Linked DNA regions of Gossypium hirsutum: region 1 is linked to region 2. A link is a contact called in public Hi-C data. All regions are on one chromosome and are shown on one strand. Each heading gives the region's core, a stretch centred on a gene start, on an enhancer-like site or on the middle of the called end of the contact. The rest is flanking DNA. Distances are from core to core; before and after follow the strand shown. Region 1 has its middle 4.8 kb from the start of LOC121204892. Region 2 holds the start of LOC107930492 (kinesin-like protein KIN-UB).

The links. A called contact is a pair of places that touch in the nucleus more often than the background predicts.
Region 1: a contact with region 2 is called in a Hi-C map of leaf, with 2.3 times the contacts expected there. The contact joins the enhancer-like site here to the promoter of LOC107930492 in region 2. A contact is called at or near these places in 13 of 34 Hi-C or Micro-C datasets (callus, cotyledon, hypocotyl and 2 more).

The regions. Positions count from the first base shown.
Region 1 is chrA08:4,140,254-4,145,479 of Gossypium_hirsutum_v2.1, forward strand. No RefSeq gene overlaps it. Among protein-coding and RNA genes, the nearest start is that of LOC121204892, 4.8 kb to the right of the region's middle. Within about 2 kb of position 3,663, at least 1 of the 9 cell types and tissues checked has an H3K27ac peak or open chromatin away from gene starts, as enhancers often do. A contact at or near this core is called in leaf, where this site is marked.
Region 2 is chrA08:4,103,907-4,108,923 of Gossypium_hirsutum_v2.1, forward strand. It overlaps LOC107930492 (kinesin-like protein KIN-UB), which reads right to left and starts at 2,758. Exons shown (of 19, transcript XM_041075660.1): 1 at 2,424-2,758; 2 at 2,208-2,308; 3 at 1,939-2,061; 4 at 1,566-1,751; 5 at 1,117-1,338; 6 at 834-987; 7 at 440-589; 8 at 162-250. The coding sequence starts at 2,607.

The sequences.
Region 1 (5,226 bases), core at 2,413-4,912, 37 kb after region 2:
AACCTACTCCTTTTAATGCCGGTCGACATCAATAGCTGCCCTCTTAATGTCTTCTCCTATCATCTGAACCATCACAACTGTTTGAAATAGCAGAGTGATCAAATCTCCTTAAATATTTTATCTTCTCCTACAAGTTCTCAAAAAAAGTCATTTCTTATTCTTCAATCTGGAGCTCTCGACTTTAGCCTCTCCACTTCTCTTTGAATCCAGCTTGAGACGCCTGCCTCTAGGTAATGATTTTCATTTTCTTTCAATGTTTTTCTAGCAGTAAAGTGAGCAAAGAGATTTTCTGATTTTGGGATGAAAAGAAACCCCAAGTCTTGAAAGTGTATTTTTAAGAGTTGGATATCTCTGATGAGTGCTCCAATGACCGATCTATCATAATCTGCACTTTGACATTTCTTGATAACTGTTTTAGAATCACCCAGAATCATGCATGCATTAAAACCCATGGAACTACCTAATCTTATTGCATCTAGTCCTGCAAAAGCCTCCGCCGCAAACGGTGATGCAACTTCAGAGTGAAGTACCGATTTAGAAGCCAAGATTTCCCCATCCATCGCACGTACAATCAAACCCGAAGCCGATCTAAAAAGCTTTTGGTCGGAAGCCGCATCAAAGTAGATGGCTGGACACATTCTTTGTTCATCATGGTTGAGATCTATGTCAGAATCAAAGCTAAGTATTTTCTCATTTAAACCTTTCAACTCCGAAACGTAACTAATTATGTGATTAGAAATATCTAAACTTGTTGTGTTTCAATTTTCATAAAGGAGCTTATTTTTACTTGTCCAGATGATCCATAATCCACAGCAAAAAAGACGACACTGTTCGCTTGTTCCCCGGTTGAAAACCCAAGTAAGCCATTCCCAAATTTCCTGATTGTTACAATTAAACACCCAAGAAAATTGTAAATTTCTCCATACTTCCTCCGTTGTAGGACATTGCCGAAAAATGTGAATACTGTCTTCTTCATTCCGATGACAACTGGGGCATTGAGTCTCCACAGCAACTCGTTTTATCTTAAGATTAGCAAGAGTAGGGATGTAGTTCCAGGAAATTTTCCAGACTGTAATTTTGAGTTTTGAAGGAACATGTAGGTTCCATAGTTTTCTGTAGAAAGTTTTAATCTCGGCCTGTAAATTATTATTACTAAGAACCAGTGTAGCCCCTTGTAATAGTTTGTAGGCACTTCTAACGGAAAAATTACCGGATGGTTCCCCTCCCTATACTTGGAAATAGTCGTGCACAGCCCTTGCCAATAGAATCTGCATGATTTTTTTAACAATCTCTGTGTGAAAGGTATTAACCAATAACTTTGTTTTCCATGATCTACTCTTTTCATCAATCAAATCTGAAACAAACTCAATATTAACATTGCTTATTTGATTCTGCAATCTATTTTCCTCAACATTCGGTATCCAGATGTTAGACCAGATAGAAATGCGATCTCCCTTCCCGACTCTCCAGCACAATCCTTTCTCCAAAAGTCCTTTAGTTGCCCACACACTTTTCCAGGTAAGTGAAGGTGAATTTCCTAATTGAGCTTTTAAAAAATTAGAGGACGGATAGTATTTCGCTTTTAAAACTCGAGCTAACAAGGAAAAATGATAATTAATCAAACACCAACCCTGTTTAGCTAGTAATGCAACGTTAAATTTATCAAGTTTTCGAAAGCCAATACCTCCTTCATCTTTTAATGCACACATATCCTTCCAAGCACACCAATGAATTTTGCTATTATACCTTCTAATTCAGAACAAAGGGTTTTTGGAAGTAAAAAACATGTCATTGAGTAGGTTGGAATGGATTGGAGAACTGCCTTAATAAAAACCTCATTTCCTCATTGCGAAAGATGCTTTATACTCCAATTATCAATTCGTTCTAGTAATCTATCCTTTAGGCTTTGAAAAGACTCTTTCTTCTTTCTCCCCACTAAATTAGGTAAACCTAGATATCTCTCTGGATTATTTGAGCTGCGTACTCCGAGCACCCTAGTAACAACTCTTTTCTCTCCTTCTTGCGTATTGGAACTGAAGAAAATAGTCGATTTAGCATAATTAACACTTTGACCAGAACATTTCTCATACTCATGTAGAATCTGTTTCAGATAAACTGCTCTTCTTTCAGTGGCCTCTCCAAACAAAATACAGTTGTTTGCAAATAATAAATGTGAGATCTGTGGTCCATTTCTGCTCGCCTTCGCCCCTCTATTAAACTTTTTTTTCATTGCTGACCTTATAAGGCTAGATAATCCTTCCCCACAAAATAGAAACAAAAAAGGACTTAAAGGATCGCCCTGTCTAAGATCTCTAGAAGGGGTAAAGTATTGACCAGTAAAACCATTAAAAACTACGGAGTATGATACTGTCGTTACGCACTTCATTAATGAATCCACCCAATCTGAATCAAAACCCATTTTCTTCATCACTCCTCCTACAAACTTCCACTCAACCCTGTCGTATACTTTACTCATATCTAGTTTAACTGCCATAAGCCCTTTCTTCCCCACCCTTTTTTGCTTTAAAGTATGAAGTAGTTCATAAGCTAATAAAACATTATCAGAAATCCAAGCACGAATGCACTCTATGCCAAATCGATACATTTGTCCATAACTGATCGGAGCCGATTAGCAATGACTTTGGCCATCAATTTATATAGCACATTGCACAAATTGATGGGTTTGAATTGAGTGATACTCAAAGGATTTGAAATTTTCGGAATTAACACAATATTAGTCTTATTTATTACGTTTAGATTCGTACCTTCATTTAGAAAATTAAGGCGGAATGATGTAGTATCTTCTCCAATGATTGACCAACACTTTTGATAAAAGAGAGCAGGAAATCCATCATCTCCAGGTGCTTTTGTCGGACCCATTTCTTTCAGTGCCTCCCATATCTCCTCTTTTGTATATCTCTCCTTAAGTTTAGAACTATCTTCATCAAAAATACATTGATCAATACCCGATAAAATATGATTATAATTTCCTCTTCTTCCAGCTGAAAATAGATTTTGGAAATACGTTCTAGCAACCTCTTCTATTTTTTCGATTTAATCCATCTCCCCGCCCTCATCAGATTGTAATTTACGAATAAAGTTCTTCTTTTGTCTCTGTGTCGCTTGTTTATGGAAAAAAGCAGTACTTCTATCACCTAATTTGAGCCAATTAACTCGCACCCTTTGTTCCCAATAACGTTCATCTTTCTCAATCTCAAAATTAAGTTCTACTTTTGTGTCAATAAGCTCTGCAAGATTTTCATCAATTCTATCATCTTCCAGTAATTTTATTAATTTTGATGTTAACAGCTCATTATTTACTTTCCTGCAGTAAAGAATTTTATTAGCCCATTCTTGTAACCCTCTTTTGACACATTCCAGCTTGTTCAAAAAATTCCTTGTTGACTTTTCCCAAATGTTCCTAACCTCTCCAAAAAATGTTTCTTCCATGACCCACCATGCTTCAAATTTAAAACTTCTATTAAAGCGACTCTTTTCTTCCCATTTTGTAGTAAGGAGTAGTGGACAATGATCAGAAAAAGAATGAGGTAAATGCTGAATTTGAGACTTTGGAAATAGAGACAACCAACCATCAGTGGCCACACCCCTATCAAGACGTTCTTGAATATTTGTCTCTGGTAGATTTCCTCTTTCCCACGTGAACCAGTTCCCACAAAACCCCACATCCACTAAATTGCAATCTTCCAACACTTTTCGAAAAGCTTCCATTCTACCCTCCTCACGAATTAAACCACCCTTTTTTCAAATCCATAGAGAATTTCATTGAAGTCCCCGCAAACCATCCATGGCATATCCCCATCAGTACGTAATTGTCTTAAAAGATTCCATACTTCATCCCTATCTTGTTGATAAGGAGAACCGTAAAAACCAGTAAATCTCCACTTATAACCTTCATCTATTTCCTCTATGACCACGTCAATATGCCTTTTCGAAAAACGTTGGAGCAAGACATTTGTGTCCCTATTCCATGCCAAACATAAACCTTCTCTAGAACCCATTGCTTCTACATCAATAGCATTGATAAAACCACAACTTCTTCTGGCTCTTTCCATATGACTTTTATCAATTTTTGTCTCCATAAAGAAGACCATTTGGGGATTATGTACCTTCAACGTATGCCAAAGTCTTCGAACTATCCGTGAGTTCCCCAAACCATGGACATTCCAACTTAGGATTTTCATTGCGTTTGGTCGGCTTGCCTCTTGGCAGCCTCCGATAATAAATTATTTGTTTCCACCATTCTCCTATTCCTTCCCTCAACTATGTTAATCTCTTCCCTGATTATAGAGTCTTCAATCTCTTTTCTAGACCTCTTTTTTCCTTCCTCTCCAATTAGCACTCCATCTTTCAGATCGTGTTCCATGGTAGTATGAAAAAGTTCCGCATTCACGTTTCCCCTTCGTTGACATGAGTTCAACCTTCCTCTCTTCAAATTATTACCAGATACTGGATCTATATTACTCCTGTTTTCCATATTTTTTCCACAAACCCCCAAATTATTCCCTAAAACATGACTTTTTCCACGGTTTGCATCCCATACATCATCTCCTTCCTCTCGTAACCAAACACTATTCATGGCTATAGCTCTCCGAGATTGAGCACACAAAGATAGATCCCACCCCAATTCTGCGCATTCCACTCCCATTGCCTTTTTGCTTCGCAAAAAGAATCACTATGACCCAAGCGACCACAATAAAAACAGAAAAGAGACAACCTTTCATATTTAAATCGGACATATGAACAAATTCCATGAAACATAAGCTGCTTCTTCCTCTTCGAAGGTCGTCGAATATCGATTTGGACTCTTATCCTCATATAATTACGATTTTCTTTTTCCAAATTAGAGCCATCATACTCAATAATTTTTCCAATAAAATTACCCAACTGCACCACTAGATTTTCAGAAAAGAACCCAATTGGGATGTCATGAATCTGAACCCAAAAGGGTGTAAAAATTAAAGGAACTCTCAATGGATCCTCTCCCCACTTAAGTTTGTATATCACCAATAAATGATTATTAAAAGTCCAAGGTGAACCCTTTAAAACCCTCTCCATGTCCAAAATATGGAAAAATTGAAATAAGTACCTTTTTTCTCCTAGATCTTGAATTTGAACAACCCCGAACAGGATGCCATAGATTAGCCATTGTGCTTTTCATTGCTGGGAAGTGAAAAATACTAGCTGTGAGAAAACACCCTACTAAAC
Region 2 (5,017 bases), core at 1,508-4,007:
AAATCGAACTACTTGAATAAAAGAGATCAAAGTTAAAGAGACCAGAGTGCAATTACTTAATAACAGGTAAGTTGCATAATAACAGATGATATATTTAAGTGTATATATATATGAACCCATGAAAGATGACAATCTGAGCACTTTTTTCTATAAAAACTCACCCTTTGGCCAAACAGTATTGTACTTGTAGTCTCTCCTCGATGTCGTGGGGAGGGACCAATGGTAACTATTAATGAGGTTCTTGCAGTGCCTACAAATCATAAACCTACCTCATGATAACTTGGAAAACCAGTCAACTTGCTAGAAATAAAATTCCAAAAGAAATACAAGGAAGTACATAAAATTTTAGATCATAAACATATTCACCTAAAAGTACATGGTTCAGGTACAATGAAGCCAAAGCACACTTTGACTTACATGAGGATAAAAGATAACTCACCTCCAAATGAATCTCTAAGCAGCCTCGTAAGTTTTGAATCACGAACTGGCACGTGAGCACTATTCTCTGCTAAAGCATTAATGCACTTTCCCAAAGCACTCAGTGAGAGGTTAATAGACTTGGCTTCCTCCAACATGTGTCCCTCACTTCCTGCCAAAAGTATAGTGAACCAAACTCACTTTAAACCTAAGAACTTGAACTCATAAGAGTACCTCCAGCACTTGGGTAAGTCTACAAAAATATATAGGTGGGAACAGGAAGAAAAATTCTATCTGGCAAAAACATAAATTAACTACAGGCCAAATACAATGCTCAAGCACGTGGGGGAAAACTCTAAAATACAATATGCAATTGACTTGCCACTGGAGGGAAATAAAAGGACCATGATATGCACCTGACTTGTGGACGCGCTCTGAGCCTGCCAAATCTACCAAAACCAGCTTGCTTTTTCGCACAAGAGGCTTTGGAGGTTTGGCAAAGTGAGAAGACTTGTCTGTTTCACTTGGAATAACATCTTCTGCTCCCAAAACCGATCTCTTAACATGTACCTGCACTAACATGGTTGAACACACAATATTTCACCAAAGGATAAAAAAACAGCATAACTAAAGGCAGGACAACAAAAGCTTGATGCATAGAGACTGGGAAGGGGAAGAATGGAAGAGAAGATTAGTCACCATCAAAATAGCATGACTGCGCGATGATTCAGTGTTTAGCTTTGTATTTGCAGCAATTCGGTGAGCCTCTCCTGTCCTTAACAACTCCATAAAGTCCTGCTCGTCCCTGATTTCTACATGAGTTGCCCCTGGTAATGAAACATCTCCAGTTTTGGGATCTTCCACAATGGAAATATTATCATTTGCTGGATCAAGGAGATCCTGGATGGTCTCCATATAAAGCTTCAAGGACACATTGAAAGTAAACTAGTAAAAATTCTTAATGAGAGAACATACAAGCCCACAGGAATTGAAACAGAAAGTTTAATAAAATATCAGATAAAAGTTATAAATCTAATAAGCAATTAATACAAAATAACATGATCACATGGACATTATGGCATCAAAGAATTTTTTTCAATTAATTGAACAATTGAGATTAATAGAATTAAAATCATGCGATTGGCAACCTGCAAATATGAAACAGAAACAGAATCTGTTTCTGGAGAAACATTTGCTAAAATCTCCTCCATTGAGCGGACCATTATTCCACGAGCTGATGTATCTTCCTCACCCAACCGTCCAAGAGTAAAAGTTTTCCCGGTTCCAGTCTGGCCATAAGCCATTACAGTTCCATTATAACCATCCAAAACACTCTACAAAAGCCAAACCAACATCAGTACACAGTCTCATTCATTAAGCCAAATCCATATAAGTGTTTACAGCTTGCTGGGGCTAACTAGAAAGATCTCCGAACAACAAAATGAGCATTTGACTGCATGATTTAATGGCATAATTATAATAGAACATTTAAAAAAACAAAAAAAAAAAAACAAAACAGACCTCTACAACAGGCTTCGCAACAACTTCATAGACACGCTTCTGAGAAGCAAATTCCGTAAGCACCTCATCAAACTCGTATGTTTCTGAATCCCAATTGTTCTTCCTAAGTTTAAGCCTCTTGAGCTACGTTAGAGCAAGAATATATAATTACAAAAATAATTAACGACAAAAACTATATAATAAAACATTATTGAAGCAAATAAAATAAATTATAACCACATAATAAATCACGGTTACTAAAATGAGATTTTAGAGTTTTTTTCACTTACCTCAGGCTGTAGTTCAACACAATCTGCAAAATCTGCATCCGCCACAGATTCTTCCGCGTTACGCGGCCTTAATCTAACAGCTACTCGAACTCTTCCAGGCACTGTAGAGAAAAAGTCAAGCACAATAAAACATAATAATCAGTAAGTAACATAAAAAATACGTTGGCGATCACATTCACGAAACAATTAAAGAAAGCAAAATGAAAAAAAAAAAACCTCCGTCACTTCCTCCAGCGGACTTGGAGGGGCGAAGAGGTGCAGATCCTGGCGAGTGATTCGACGAAGGAGGAATTCTTGATTTGAATGAAGATGATTTGACATTCGATGAATTTGAAGCGGCGAGTGGCCTCATTGCTCCCTTGTGCAAACCCGTACCATTCCTGTAAACATTACACGCCATCACTTTCTTTCCTATTATAATTATTATTATAATTTTGAACTTGTTGCGTTTTCGTTTGTTTGCTTGTTTGGTGTTGGGGAAAATTTTAAGCGGACAGGGAGAAATTTTGAAGTGAAATTTCAAAGTAGAAAAGAAAAGAAAAAGAGTGATGATGGAGGAAGAGAAAGGGACCCACTGTGTTGGGAAATAGTTGGGAAAAAGACAGAGATGGTCTCAGTTTTCATGGGACCCGCCTCTCATCTTTTTAATTTTTATATTTAAAACTAAAATTTACCAAAACTTTCTCCTTTTATATTTATTTACTCTCATTGTTGTTGGAATTTAATTCAGAAATGGTAAACCCACTGTACAGATCCCTATTCTATAATGTGAAGTGCATTTTAGTCCTTATATGTTTTATATGGATTGAAAAGTCTCTCTATGTTAGCAAAATGAGCAACTTAATAAATTTTCTGTAACTATTGAAGAAAACAATTAAATTTGGCCTTTATATAATTTTTTGTCCCTAAACTTGGCAATTAGATCCATTTTAGTATTTGAATTTGATAACTAAATCTATTTGAGTCCCTGAACTTGAATTCTGTCAAGATGTGATGATGTGATGCTCTGAGATTATGTTATGTTATCAAACTTTTATATTTTTCAACTTTAGATATCAAAATGAGCATAGTTTTCAAGTTCAAATGCCAAAAGACTAAAAAGAATACCGATAATAAAATGGACCTAACTGTCACGTTCAAAGATTAAAAATTACATTGCACTTAATTAAACCGTGTGACAAACATAAAATAGCATGTTTATCACCTTATTGTAGTTTAAGTTAGACCAGAGTATTTAGCTGTGAATAAAATATGAAATCAAGTCAAACGAAACGCTACATCATTTAAAAATATCATATTATAAAACGTCAAGTTTTTTTTATAAAAAAAAAACGACCATTATGCTCTCTTTCCTTAAGACATTTTCTTATTTTAAAATTATAGGATCAAAATACACTCTACACTAAAATACAATCTGTATAGAAATTTTACCGTTAGAAACCGAAGCATTATTTTATAGCCAACTAGATTGAGTCTCAGGTCGTGCTTACCTGTCTTTGAATTGAGCAATCCCAAAAATTCATGATCGGAATTAATTTGACAGTCCAAATTTATAGTAAAAAAATATAAAAATATTTAGAAAACTTTTGTAATTAATTTTTATATTCTTATTACTAAAAGATATTAAATTAGCCAGCCAAACAATATCTAGAAATCATATTATTGTTGCCTCGATTGCTAAAAAGATGGAAACATAAAACTGGGGAATTTATAATTTTAAGTCACTTAATTTAACTAATTTTTATATAAGTCATGTATTTAATTTTATTAAATTATATCAATAAATTTGATCGTTTTTAAAAGAAAAAAAATTAATAAGCATGCATCAGCATATTTACAAAGCTCAATATAAAATATTAATTTTGTTTAAAAATTAAATTAGCATTATTTGATGAAATTAGCACAAATAACTAAAATTTCGGAAATATGGTCCGAGATTTATTACTTTAAAAAGTTGGTGATTATTTAAAAAAACTAAAGGATAAACTACACCCAAAGTTATTAATCTATTAGTACATTTATGTTTTGGTCACTCAATTTCAAAAGGTTACAAAACGGTTATTGAACTATTTGAAAGTTTTTATTTAAGTCGTTGAATTATTCAAAAGTTTTTATTTGAGTCACTTGTTGTTAAGTTTTTTTTTTAAATCTGATTAGTGAGCTCTAAGTGACAATTTGACGATTAGTATATATGGTGGTTCTGTACTTATTAATGAGTAAAAGAATATAACTTAACAAGATATTTAGATTTTGGTTTACAGAATTCGTGATATTTTAATTTGTTTTATGAAAAAAATAACTGTAAAAGAGAGAGGAAAAAAGAGCTTTCAATTAGTGCAGATATTATGATCAATAAAGCCCATACAATAATGATTTCAATAATCCGATGATTTAAAATAAAATTTTTAAATAGTTTTGTGACCATTTTATAATTTTTTTAAAATTAATTAACCAAAATATAAATTTATTAATAGTTTAATGACCCTAAGTATAGTTAGTATTATATTTCAAAAATAAAAGTTAATGTTATATTCCAAAAATAAGAAAATAGAAGTTAATGTTACCACTTACCTCTGGCTTTGATTGTAGTACATATAAAGGATGAGGAAAGGTACCAACACTTTTTCCTTTTTATCTCTCTTTTTTAAGAAAAAATGACTTAAGTGAGAATATTTTTTTGTTATTCATTTTAAAAAAAGTTTAAATATGTTAGAAGTAATTGTAGTTTTTCGTATTTTAATATTTAATCTTTATATTTAATTTTAAGAAATTGAATCTCGGTTTTGTTATTTAAAATTTTTTATCTAATT